Linked DNA regions of Gasterosteus aculeatus: region 1 is linked to region 2. The links are chromatin contacts, called in public Hi-C maps. All regions are on one chromosome and are shown on one strand. The core of a region is the stretch at or near the end of the contact, and the rest is flanking DNA. Distances in the headings are between cores, read along the strand shown.

What was found. Hi-C and Micro-C count contacts between places; a contact is called where the count stands out from the background.
Region 1: a Hi-C map of skeletal muscle shows a contact between it and region 2, with 4 times the contacts expected there. The contact joins two enhancer-like sites. A contact is called at or near these places in 2 of 6 Hi-C or Micro-C datasets (skeletal muscle and tail fin).

Annotation. Positions count from the first base shown.
Region 1 is chr6:7,337,031-7,343,792 of fGasAcu3.hap1.1, reverse strand. No RefSeq gene overlaps it. Among protein-coding and RNA genes, the nearest start is that of LOC144409423, 52 kb to the left of the region's middle. Within about 2 kb of position 4,297, at least 2 of the 9 cell types and tissues checked have open chromatin away from gene starts, as enhancers often do.
Region 2 is chr6:7,241,630-7,248,942 of fGasAcu3.hap1.1, reverse strand. mymx (myomixer) reads right to left here. Exons shown (of 34, transcript XM_078104021.1): 25 at 5,579-7,313; 26 at 5,134-5,268; 27 at 4,936-5,010; 28 at 4,766-4,852; 29 at 4,565-4,656; 30 at 4,381-4,466; 31 at 4,232-4,289; 32 at 3,935-4,152; 33 at 3,386-3,532; 34 at 2,495-3,299. The coding sequence ends at 3,034. Among protein-coding and RNA genes, the nearest start is that of ntpcr, 8.0 kb to the left of the region's middle. Within about 2 kb of position 4,867, at least 1 of the 9 cell types and tissues checked has open chromatin away from gene starts, as enhancers often do.

The DNA of each region.
Region 1 (6,762 bases), core at 3,048-5,547, 95 kb before region 2:
TTTTTGAAGAGGAAACTTCTTTGTTTTTATTGACTTCTTGCACCGCTGGGCTGAGATATTCAGAGTGACAGACGCCCTCCACTAGAACTGCCACAACATATCAACATACTAACAAAGTGCTGCTTGTCTTTCACCACACAGTCCAGTACACTGTATTTTGGTAAAAACACTGACCCCAATCTGTCCCGAGATTTCGCCAAGAACTTGAACACCACTCTCATGTCTGCAGGTCACGTATAAAGCTGCTGCCAATTACCTTAGCATCAGGACTGGAAACGGGGAAAAAGCTAACCCGACGCTGTCCAAGTTGCACCTACGAGCACAAATCTCACTACAGGACACATCGCCTTTGTTCTGCTGGTTTAATCCCTGCAGAAGAAAGTGCATTTCCTTTTGAGATTTTGTTATTTCAGGCAACCTTAATAACATCTGGCCGGGGACAGCAGATGGGAATTAGCCTCTCCGGCTTACTCTGGATCACTTACAGTACAAATGTTGATTGGTGTGCATTGTCCCTGCAAAATAAATGAATGAATGAATGAGCAGGACAATATCTTGTCTGAGTTGATTTACTTCTTGGAATCTCAGCGGGAAACTTAAAGCAAGTAGCTGTGAATCTCACAAAAAAAGTCAAACTGTTAACTTAAATACGTCGTGTTAAGCTGAAATTGTCGTCAGAATGAAACGACGTGCTGAGAGCAGAAGAGAGTGGCGAGCGTCTCCTCCATCTCTCAGCTGGATGGATTCCAGGCATGCGGGTGGTGCTTTTTAAAATTGCTACACAAACAGCAGCCATAGTCCATCATGAACAAAAGGCTGTGTTGGATGCATGAAAATGAGTGCATGGCATTTTTTCTACTTTATTTTGAAAAATCTGAATCTGAAGCAGGTTACTAACTCAAGCGGAGAATCAAGGTGTGAGCGGAGGAGATTGCTGCAATATGCTTTCAAAAAAAATGGAATCGACATTTAGAGGAGCTTCAAAGTGAGCGCCACACGTGAACCATGGACACCAAGTTCTCTGCCGTGTGTGTGTGTGTGTGTGTGTGTGTGTGTGTGCGTGTGTGTGCGCGTACGCGACAATGACGTCTTTCATCAGTAAGGAGCCTGCTGAGCAAATCTTGGGCTTTTGTCTCTCCATTTGTGTATATGCTCATAACAGGGAAATTATTATCAAAAAAAACATTTGAGAAACATATGGTGCTCCAATTTTGCTACAGATACCTCCCGCTCTCGTCCCGTATGGTGATTCGCCTGAAGGGCTTATCAGTGGCCACACTATTGTCCTGTGAAAACTGCTGAAGGCATCTGATTTAGAGGTGATTAGAGGAGCCCAGGGAGAGGGGGGATTGCACGTTGTTCTGCCCCGTGGAGATACAGGTTTCATCGGGGGGGAAAAATACGCTCACTGGAGGATTAGGAGCCACATTTCATTCAGTTTGACAATAAGGCAACTGCCCTAAAGCACAGCGAGGTCCAAAATCTAAATCACAGAGGCCATTTTAAATGATCTGCCATATACACCAATCAAGGGTACATTAGTCTTAACTGTGCCGTTGCTCCATTTTGGACAGTAGAGTTCCTCGGGGGGCACAGAGGGGTTCATGAGCTCATGGACTGCAGCACAATGGACCACTTCACTAAAAGGCCGAGGCACAAAGACGCGCTTGCATGTGGATGCCGACCGACGAGGGAGTTGAAAGGATCCTTCTGCGACACACTTGTAGCCCCGCAGTCCTCCTGCTGCATTAGGCCAAAACCGTACGAGGACGGCCAGACGCCGACTGACCTATATACAAGAACCATTATTACCTGAGTAAACACCAGGACGGGTATTAATCAGGCCTTGTGAAGCGAATGAGATCTGCTCCCCGATACACTGATTGCATCCGAGTGCGTCGGATGACAGCGGTGAAGCCCGGGGGAGGAACATGTGAATGAAATAGGGCCGGATCGTCCATGCGAGCCCCACATGTGATGCTCATTTTTGAGGCCTGGTGACCGTGACAACTTGTCAACCAGCTCCGTACGTGGCGTCAGCCCAAGGTGCTTACATGATACAAGCCATCCGCAACCCCCTACACGGGGCCCCTTCCTGTGGGCACTTACGAAGTCTTTGGTTACAACTAGTATAAACTAGTGATTTACTGAACGGGGTTCCTCGATTTTAAACATGGAGCTGTCCAATCAGAAGCAATTAACTATGTAAACGGGAAGTTGGGGTAAAACAAATAGCTTTAGGCAGTTTTTAAATAATCATATTTTTTCCCGAGCACAGCAGGAAACATTTTTCATTCAAACATTGTGGAAACGCAGATAAAAAGAAGAATTTTAAGACGGCCGAAATAGAAAGCTGAAATACCCGTTGCATATATTAGAGCGCACACGAGGTGACCTTCAAGGGAATCGGTTTGGGGGTTGAAAATATAGCCAGCAAAGCCGATATTATTAACGTGATGCATATCACTTGGTCACACACATAGAAATATAAAATGATGCTGACCTAGCATAGTGCTCTTTTGGGGTAACTATTTGTCATTTTAGGAAGTTTTAGTTTTTTGTTGGGTGGCAGGTGAGAATTTTAATATTGGGAAACAGTTTTCCGCATGTTGACTAATAATTGATCCAAAGGGGTGCAGATGGAGATTGTTTTTTTAAACAAATGACACGAGTGGCCAACGTATAAACCCACTTTCTGACATTTGGGTGACTACCCAGCGCAGTGCCAAACATTGCTTTCATTTGGCTGTGACAGCATCGCCTAACCCCCCCCCCCCCCAAAAAACCTACCTGCTCATCATATTTCTGTCTTTGAGTTTCTTCCCTCACTTGAGCTCCGCTGGCTGCGGCTCATTTGGCAGCCCGGACCGTAGGCGTCATCACGGAGGAAGCTGCTGGACTCGGACACTCGCCCGCTAATCTCCGCGCGTCCGCCGCGCCAACAAGAGACGGGCCAAGGTCACTGTGACGGCGCTGCGCTGGGCGCGGGCCAAAGGCTGCGCTTCATGACACAGCGGGGTTATGAAAGGGAGATGAAAAGGATTTGTCAATCTGAACTGTCACTGTTGTCCCCCGGGGGCTTAGTGTCGCGCGCGGTTAACACAATGCATTACACCACGGACCCACAAAACAACGACCACAGACGTCGCACGGTAAGACCAGACGGGCCGCGTTAATCAAGTGGAAAGGCTCGCGTGGTGAATTTGAAAAGTAGAATGTGAGGGACAGATCGATAGGGCTCTGCCCAGAAAGAATTGGATTCCATTAATAACGAAAGACAAGCCCTCAGCATAGAGTTTAATCAATAAAGCCATTTAACAAATACACATTCAATATAGAGGACGAGGTATCGTCCATCAGGGCGGCACTTCAAGTAATGGACTACAATACAAATCATAATAAAGAAAAGAAAAACTGCAATTAAAGGGAACTTAAAAACTCGTCAAATATTCTTTATTTGAATTGGCTTGTCGTGCCTTTTCTTCTTAAATACAATACGAGTCCACACAGTTAAATGGTGACTAACAGACAGACAACCTTCAGAAAGAGCCGCTGAGAACTGACAGACGGCGCCACAAAGTCACGTTTCACGAGGGCGATTATTAAACAAGGTCTTCTTGTCCAGTAAGACAGAACCAGCAGCACAAACCAGTCAGTCAGACTGGGACGGTCCGCGCCAGAAGGGGTCAGTCTGCCACCACCGCTGTGCGGTTCCTGCCCGCTTTGTGTGGCCCGACGCCGCAACAATAACCCGCTCAAAGTCACGCGGGTTCACACGAGCACGCGGTGGGCTTTCTTCTGCTGTGCGACTAAACGAGGTTCCTGGAAATCCGTTAAGCCTGGCGTGCGAATGACTTTGCCCAAAATGACAGTTGCACATTTTCAAAACATCTGTCCAGATGTTTAACCAAGGCATACAGTAGAGCTCTTTAATCCCACAGGTATCAGCAGCAGAGCTGAAACACCATATGTTTTATCCCCCAAGTCCTTGTGATATCAGTTTTTCATACGCGTTTCCCTCCTTTTGCGCACACGCACACACACGCACGCAGTCTCTCAAGCACAAAAGCACTCACTCGCTGATATTCCAATCATTTCTCTTCCGATTGCTCTGCACTTGGCTGCACCTGCTCCATCGTCCTCTCTGTATTTCCTACCTGGGGGGAAGGTGAGCGGCGAGGCTCGGGCGGAGAAGAGGGCTCCGATTTGTATTAATTTGCGGACGATCTCTGGGGAGCGAGCGAGAGCGGGAGAGAGGGGGACAGAGAGCATCCGTGTGCCTCCCCCCAGTACCACTCCATCTATACAGAAACAGGAACCGTCCAATCAATCCAGCTCTCTCCCCAAAGGCGTGTCCAATCAGCCCAGGACCTGACGCAGAAATTAATCACTTCACCATCTCTGACAATGGATGGCGCCGAGCAGCGCGTTCTCACAGGAAGGACATGAGGAGCATTCACCCACACACCCACACACACACACACACACACACACACACACACTCCATCAGAGACACACACCACCTACACGGTTGTGGAGGTTTTTAAATTCCATTTCAATTTAAGTGTCTTACAACTTGTAATTTGTCCTTTAGCAATGTCCATATTGTGACATGGGAAAGTGATGGCATTTTCTAAACGTAGACTGTTTTAACTTTATCCACTTATTACAGCGTTAATATGCACATTGCTGCCGATTACTTCTCAAAGATTGTGTAAATGTTATCTGAATGCGTCCGCCCTAGTATTTGGTAAAAGTTCTTTTGATATTTGGTTCCCTTCATATAGCCCAGCTCTACCATGGGCACTTCCTCTGTTAAAATATTGGTACTTAAATGTAGTTAAATCTCAGAGAGACCTCGCTACTAAGAAACTTAAAAGAAAACGATAATCAGATGAGATGATGGCGTCAAATCAACAGTTATTTCAGATGATCTAAAGACTTCATTCTAATATCAGTGAAAGCTCCCTTGATAAAATGTCCAAATAGCACCCAACAAAGTACAGCTGCCACAGAGATCGATAACACGTAGATTTACAAGATGAAAAAAAAAAACCTCACTAAAGTGTTTTTGCCATTTTACCTCCATAAAGACGGATCTTCAAAGAACCTTTGATCACAGTATGGTCTTTCCAACCGGGAGACGGGGTAAAGGGTAGTGTTACTAACGCAACACTCCTCCCCACCTCTGCAAACAAACACACAGCAGCCATCAATGACCATTCCCTACATTATTGCAGTGCCATGTGTTGCCCTGCTTAGGACCAAAAGGTAATTGTGCTCGGGAAGCTTAAAAGGGTAATTGCGCGCGGTGTGCAGGGAGTCCACAGACGGCCCCACAGGCTCCAGAGAGGGGGGTGATCTTTGAGGCTGCTTCAGATCTCCTCTTCATCTCAGACTCAGACCCCCTTGCCGTCAACTGGCAGTGTGTGAATCTGGAAGTTGACCTGCCCCAAATCCTCCTGATGCCCTTTGGTGGTGAAGGAGGATCTTCCTGCAAGATCTCCACTTCTAAATGGGAACCTCGTCTATCTCCTGGATAGGAGTGAGGCCGCGGGCCCTCGACATAACTCAGCTAGCAAGCTCGATGACATCAGCTCCGCACTCGAGATGAAGGCCTGTAGAGACGCGGCAGCTAAATCGGTCCCCGTGAGGGATTAGCCTTCTGACAGCGGCCCTCAGCAGCACCTTCTCAGCACCCACATGGAGGTGGAACCTGGGCGAAGGTGTCCCTGTCCAGAACGCCAGCGGCATGCTGTTCCTGGCGTTTTCGACCCCCATGCATGCAGAAGTCCACGGCCCGCATTCATTTTAGTCCAACTGTGTAATGCGTTGCTGCTGCGGACTGACGCGCTGATTATAACCACAGCCTCTGTGTGGGTGGACAGGAGACCTTCTGATGTGGAATAACTGCCTTCCTACCTGCCGCCTGTTCTCTGGCACCTCGTGATGTTTTGGAAAATGTGCATCAGCACAGGATCCTTTTGAGCGAAGCCATTTAACTACCACACTCAGTACTTTACAAAGTTGTATAAAATATTAATGACAGATGGCTTCTAAAAAGGGAAATTTTCTAGAAATTGCATTTTGGCCGAAACAAGCGCTGGGTGTAGATGGAAATTGGAAGTGCATCGCCTTTAAATTAACCACCAAAAGCTTTATAAAAAGGTGCTCCATAAAAAAAGGCATTCAAGAATCAAACCAAAACGCATTAAAAAAAATGAATGAAAAGCGGTCAAATATTTTCCTGGAACATATAAAAAGGCACAGAGGTTTAAAGCAATAATTTCTTGCAAACTTGTAACTTCAAGTAAAAAATGTGTGCTACTAGTTTCGGCTGCTTATTCTCAAGCTTCAGGATCAGGTCATATCAAACAGTTATTGAAGAGGCGACTCCGCCTGGTAGAACAGAAACATCCTCTCCCCCGACACCTCAAACTTTCTCAAATTGCCTCAGAAACAAAGTCTTTGGTGAAATGAAAGTGGTGTCCGCTTTGAATCGAAGGTGATGCCTAGAAAATAAAATGTGTGCAACACCCTCCGGTAAGTTTGTGTTGTTTGCCCTCAGTCCCTTTCACTGCCGCCCAAACACACCTTCACCTCAACCGCAAATGTTCAAGTACGTCACGTGATTGACGACACTTTTTTTTATGCGTCCTGTGGGTCTTGTAACTCATGTGTCAGGTGCTAATTGTTTTTGTGGCAGATTGGTGGGGGCCTCTCTCTCTCTCTCTGAACGCAGCACAGCTTTAGCCTCTCTCC
Region 2 (7,313 bases), core at 3,618-6,117:
ACATCGTGTGGGAGCTGCACAAAAACCTGCCCCGGCTTTCCCAAAGAAGGACTTTCCCGATTATTTCCCAAGACGATTGTGTGATTTATCGGAAGATATGTGGAGCGAAAGCTTCTTAGCGTCGATGACGTCTGATTTCTCAGCGCAAAGCTTGCGCATTAGCGACGCTCCCTTGAATCCAGGTAACGTCTCAGCATGTGCGAGTGTGCGAAGTGCACAGGATTTTTATGTGTATTCCCAGAAGGCTTTAATCGAGCTTTGATTCACCTCATCGTGCTAATGTGCATAACTAAGGTCCACTGGTCGTGCCAGAGAGGTCGTTAATGTCAAATGGGATCCCAAGGCTGTAAAAAATGAAGCAATTTGATCTGACTTCCTAACCGCCGCACCGTACTGCCTCGACTCCTAAACCACTCTTCCCATTACATCACTTTCATGTGCTCACTGGGGCTGCTGGAGGCAGACGGGGTCCAGTTTCAAGCACACCCCTCCTGAAATCAGAGATCGAAGAATGAAAATCAAAGAGGTCTTTTCGGAGGGGGGGGGGGGGTTTCTTTCTTTGCCTTCGATTTTTGAATTTGATTTTTCAAAACCACTGACAGCAATCAACATACTCCCTGTAGAAATCTGTCACGTGTAGAGAGTCGTGCATCCTTCCACAGAAACTTTTTCCATCAACCCCGAGGGGAGGGGTTGAGGCCTGGAGACCCCCCCCCCCACCCACCCCTTTCACCCGTTACACTGCCTTGATGGTTTCTTGTGATCTTCAGATCTGTTTGAATGACCCCTGTGAGTAACACCTCACTAAGCCTCACAACACAACATGCACTTTAGCCCAGCTGTGGGAGGACACATCACACACACACACACACACACACACACATATATATATATATATATATATATATATATATATATATATATATATGTATGTTATTAGTGGTCGGGCAGGGGAGACGCAACAAGCCGAGGGTGGAGTGCGTGGGTGTAGTATTTAGTGGCGGTCGCATTCCACAGCCCTGCCGCGTTATCCCACACTCAGGGAAGGTGGGGGGGCACCGTAGCATGGTGACACACAAAGAAAGTGAGTGCATCGCTATCCTTCTGCATGGGAAGGGGAGGACCCCCTCCCCACTCCCGCGGCTGTGAGGCAGGCCGGTCAGGAGCTGTCAGCGGTTGTATGTGGAGGTCAGAGGTCACGGAGCGGACACCATGAAAGGGCTAGGGGGCATAGCGATCAATCGACCGGCCTGCGCTGCGTGCCCCCCCGCCCCCGGGGGTGCAGAGGATGTGGCTGTCGTTCTAAACTCGACGGAGAGGAAAAAACACACACACAACATCTTTTTGTGGCGGTAGGAAAATAGGTGCCACATGTGCATGCGGCAACTGTGTGAATATGACAATATCCTCCTGAACGTCTGAGCGGATTATTTACGCACACACTAATAAGATGCAGATCAATGGAGGTGACTGTAAGTGAAGTGAACAAACCTGGGCTACATCTCTTGTTGTGGGAGAATCCTGCAGCACTCAGCACCATGGAGCCGTGATAATGGTTCACAGATTGCTGACCTGCCATGACGAATGCCTCTGCAGGATGCTCTCGACAAATTTGCACCACAAACGCAGAGGTCTTCGAGCCGTTTCCATTCCATACGCTATAGTAGCCGCTGCATGCGTGTGCGCGCGGGCCAGGACTCTTGGCAGTGATCTCAGAGCCGAGACACGGAGCCAAAAAACTTCGCTCTTCTTCCATTCGTTGTGATTTCTTATTAGAATATTTGGGAACGTGCTGCTTTGTGTTAAGAAGTTGGCTGCTTGTTACTGGAGGAAAGGTGCACTTTCTTTACAATGGCTTGCAGCAGATGATGCATGCCGTTGTAAAGATGGTACATGTCATTGTTTATTGGCTGTCCAACATTACGCCCACGGAAACGGAATCTTGACATTCAAATTTCAAGTACTTTCAAGTGATTTTGACTGCTCCCAGACAGCATCACGCATCAAAAACATTTCAGCTCATTTAGTGTTTGCACCTTAAATTGTATTTCTTCAAAGCCTTTTTTAGTCCTTCATTTATTCAAATTTTCCAAATGTCTTTTTTTAAATTCGTACCTCGTGATCCTTTCCTCTTTGTGCTGTAACTAATCCGTCCCTGGAAATCGCTGAATATTTTTCAATGCTGAACAGTCCTATTTTGCACTCTCCATGCACATGACTCATTATGCCGCCGTAATGTCCGCAGAGGTTGTTTGGTTCATCAGCATAAATGCTGTTGATTATGGATTTGTTTGAATTGTGCCTTTTTAATATGCAAAAAGGAGGCTAATGATGTGAAGATGTTCTTAGCCTGGCCTGGCCTTTAATCTCTCTCTTCATCTAATCTCCTTTCGTCAAAGCCTCCGGAGACGAGAACTGAGCATGAATAACAGCCATTTCCAACTCGTCGTAATAATTCATATCTTCATTGAATAATCACAGCCAAAGAAAAGCATTGGTTTTTGATGTTTTATTATGAATAGTCTTTAATACATTTTGTATTTTGAAAAAAAGTGTTAATATCAAACAAGCTCAAGCAGTATCAAACCGCTGATTTCATTATTAGGACGAAAATGTTTTGGTGCACCACACGGCGTACATGTGAAGTTGAGGGTATTGAACGCTTGACCATAACTGAGTTCTAAACGGATTCTCTGTCCTGAGCAGGTCCGTTTCTTCATAGAGAGACCGTATACTCAATAACTCAACCATCCAAAAACTATCAAAGCAAATATAGGAAAATGTTCACATCTACGATGACATGGTGCAGACACACACACACACACACACACACACACACACAATATTGTTCCTTTCACGAGAACACTCAGAAGGCCTGGAAGTGATCTATATAAAACACATCAAAAATCAAACTGCGGCAGCTCTTCAGATCATAAATACAGTCAGTAGTAGCGTTTTCTTTATATTTTTAACAAACACGTGCACTGCACACTATTTGTAAAAAAACAACAACACACCTTTGTTAGTAAAAACTCAGGTGTCCCTTTTCCCAAAGAACTTTTTGAAGACGGACTTGGTGCGCGGCCTCGGCAGGCTGGTGTAGCTCCTCAGAGCGGAATCCTCACAGGCATCCTGCCGCCATCCGGCGGCGGCCAGCAGCGGCGGCCCGGGGCTCTCGCTCACGGGCGCTCCGCCTGACGACTTGTCCCCGACCACAAGAGTCACGCAGTAGTTGGAGCCTCTTTCCGGGCCTCCGCCTCCCACAGTGTGCAACGTGGGTTTGATCCTCTGAAACGTCGCTGAGAAACAGAAGACGGGGCGACAGAACATCTGTTCACGGTTTCCCTCGGACGCGCCTCATTCGTTTTAACCACCGCAAACTTACCCGAGGTGAAGGAGTGGGAGCGCCGCTTGTTGCTGAGCCGGTCCTCGCTGCTGGAGACAGGGGGGGAGGAGGAGGAGGAGGAGGTGGCGTCACTGGATGCTCCAGACGGCCTGTGAGTCACCGTCAAACTGTCTTCATCATCATCATCTAGCGAGAGGCGAGAGATTATCAAAAGCAGGCGTTAAGAGCAGCAGAAGAGCAACAGATGTGAGCTCCTGTGATACTCCAGTTGTTTAATTCAATACAATAGCTCCCTCTAGTGGAACACAGCCAGTCCCCATTTTCTCGCATGATGGGAGGACGTGTGATGGACGTCTGAAACACTACATGGCTAAATTACACCCGGAACACATTTCTCAACGGTTAACTGCCGATTAAAAGAGCACTAAAATCATAAAAACCCTCTCGCATCAATAGCTGCCGTGCCAGGGCGCGTCCCTCTGACCACCAGCGGCTCGGCGCAGGCCTTTCGGCAGCAAACAATGGAGGGCGGGGCCTGTCATGCCGAGTGTGAATGTGGAGCAGATGCAGCACAGCGGACGGCCTTACCGCGGCGGCCTGCAGCCGAGGACGAGACGGTCGACCGCTCGTCCACACTCCTCAAACGAGTCTGTGGCATGTGACTGAACTCCCTGGTGAGGACAAACGTCTCCTTGGCGTGGGGGGTGCCGCCCGGCGGCTCGCGCCTGGGGAACGTGCAGGTGACGTCGCGGCGGCAGGAGCATTGGCATTTGGTGCCGTGACAGGTGGAGCAAAGGGAGGGCTTGCTGGGATGGGGGAGAGGGGGGAGTTTTAATAACATTAAATATTGAAAGCACCAAATCTGGAGTAAGCGCTGTGTCTTACGTGGAAACAGGGAGGTCCTGATCAGCGGGGACGCTCGAACACGGAGTCTCGCTCAGACCTTTCAAGAACCAAATAAAGACAAATGATTCACAACATTTCGACGCCAGTTCAGGCGTAGCAATCAATAGCCTCCAAATAACAACGCTCACCCGTGCTTGCTTGTATCTTCATCATCCATTTCTTCAGCATAAAGCGGGAGGAGGCGTTGAGCAGATACTCAGACCCGTCCCGGAGCCTGGGGGGGGGGAATGGAAAAAAAAAATGTTACATCCTCGGTCGGACACGCCATCTGCACAGCATCGTCATTATCATTAGTGGCCATTAGAGTCTCACCGGAGTCGGAAGCAGTTGGGCTTTTTGGTGTACTCCGGGGCGGGTGAACACTCGGCTCCCGCGAGGTTCAGCGGCAGGCCGCATGCGGAACTCTGCGGCGTAACACGGATTCATCACTGCTGACTTCATGCTATCCCAATTATTCATCATCTCGCTTCTCTGGGGCTCTTATTGTCGTGTTTTTTTTTTTTTTCTGCTTACCCTGAGAATTTCCTTTCTGTCCTGGTAGAAGCACAGGGTGTGTCTGTATAGAACGGCATGGTAGGAGTTCCAGCCCCTCGAGGCAGCCTGTGAAAATAAGATAAGAGTGTGTGCTGCTTACTGCGGGCTTTACGTTCGCTGACCGCGCCGGCTTACTCAGAAAGTCTTACTTTCTTTCCCCCCAGCTGCAGCTTGTGCTTCCTCTCCAGAGTGGCCTCCATAGACTGCGGCTCGGGCTTCCCACTCTGAGAGGTAAAGTGAACACTGATGTCAAGACAAAAAACACAAGCAACTCCACTCTGTGGTTCCTCATAAGAGCTAAATCTCAGAAAAGGCGTAGGAGCTTGTCTCGTTGCAGTGGCTCTTACCAGGTTGATAGGACGCCCTCTTGTGGCCAGAGAGCCTTCCTGCTTCTCCATGTCATCCAGGCTCTGCGAGGCTTTTCTTTGGCCACACACGGCATCCAAACTCATATGAACTGAGAGGAGACTCATCGATTGTTCCTGTTCGGAAAGAGGAGATGAGATAGCAGGTTCTCATGCAGGCCGTCCACATCAACAGCAGAACCGGGTAAAATGCTACGGCTCATCTACAGTATCGGGGCAATGTGTTACTATGTAGACCCAGTTTATATTCTAGAATTGATTTAATAATATTACAAGTGTTGTTACACAGAACAACGCAGTCAACACCTTTATTGTAGTGGTCGCTGTGAGCAAACAACATTTGGATCCTCATGGCTTTAAACAGAGATTTTCATTTTTTACAGTCTCTAAGGTTTTAACGTCACAGTATCTCAAACGCTGACCGTACCTTCAAAGAACCTGCATGCTCCTCCACCTCCTCCCCCACCGTTGCCTCCTCCTCTTCCTCCTCTCTGTATTGATAGATATATCTCGGATTGTCCCCCACATCTGGCAGCTTCACCGGATCCGATGCCGTCTCGTTCACAGAGACGGCGTTCTTGCCTGCGGGTTCCGTGTTCGGAAAGGCTGCCCAGGACCTCCTGTCCCCTGTGGCCAGTGGAGGGAGGCGACCTTTGGGCCTCTGCTCCTTGTCGTAACCCAGCAAGCTCTGAAGTTTGAACTCTGCCACCGGGAGGTTGGGTGCTGAGGCTGTGACCAGGTTCCTGTAGCGCTCAGCCGGGGTCTCGGGTGAAGCTGAGCGGGAGACGGGCTCCCCAGACTGGTCTGAGGGTCCGTGGTTGGGCTGGTACATGATGTCCGAGCAGACGCTGCGCCTGGAGTTGGTGGTCCGGTTCCAGATGTCCTCCAGCTCTTCCTCCTCCTCCTCAAACTGCTGCCGGTCGAGGCGGACGGGCTCCGCTTCCGGCTCCGCCGGCGGAGCCGCGGCCGTCGGGAGGGGGTCCTCCCTCGCTGCGGCGCAGTCCAGACCTGCCACCTGGAAGGACATGAGCCTCCCCACCACGCCCTTGGGCTGCGGCTTATCCGCACACAGCGCCTCGTTGCAGAGCTTGATGCTGCTGGAGGTGGAGATCCCGGAATCCACGGAGTCCTGGCGAACGCTCACCGTGGACTTCAGACTCACGACCATGTGAGAAGCCTGGCTCAGACCCTGAGGTCTGGGGCTCTGAGGTCTGGGGCTCTGAGGTCCGGGGCTCTGAGGTCTGGGGCTCTGAGGTCTGGGGCTCTGAGGTCTGGGGCTCTGAGGTCTGGGGCTCTGAGGTCTGGGGCTCTGAGGTCTGGGGCTCTGAGGCCCGGGGCTCTCGTCGCGCACAATCCGGGGCCTTGGATGTTTGTGGTACGGGTGTCCGTTTAGGTCGCGGATGAGCGTGTGGACACTTGGGCACACGTGTGACTGTGCGGCTGTATTCCCGGCATGGTTCACGTAAATGGGGCAATGGGAATGCTGGCTGTTGGCATCTCTCTCGGCCGTGCTGGTTCTGACCCCGGACGCCGTTTTGTCCGGCGCCTGTTCCGCGCACCTGCGAGGGCCGGACTGGGTTTTAGAAAGGCCGTTGCGCGGCACCCTGTGATCCTCGACGTCCTCCGAGGAGCCCGGAGGTTGTGTTCGGGGAATCTTTTCCACGTCGGGCGGATCTTTCACTGCGGCGGGAAAACTGAGCTCCGCCGAGCCGCGTGCGACGGCAGGAGTGGGCCGACTCTGTTTGAAGGAGCTCAGGGCCGTGTGTCTCTGGGAGTGGGGGTCCGGATCAGTGCCTGCTCCTATTTTGCACTCCGGTGGGGCGATGGTAATGATGTCCTGAATGCTGGGGATGAGCGTCATGTCCTTGGGCAGGTCGATGCTCAGCACGGAGCCCAGAGAGAGGAACCTGCAGTGGCTCCTCGCGTGAGTTGTGGTCGTCCCCTCGGAGACGGCATACGGAATGATGCTGTATTCTCCGGCGCATTCGGTGTCGATGTCCGTCAGCAGGGGGTTCTTCATGTAGGCCAGAGCCTCGACCGCTTCCCCACTCTCCTGGGAACTCTTCTTCCTTCTGGCCTCCTTCAGCGGCCACGTGCGCGTGTCGTACGTGATCGCCTCGCAGTCGTAACGCGGCCTCCCCCCCGGCCGCTCCTCCACCCCC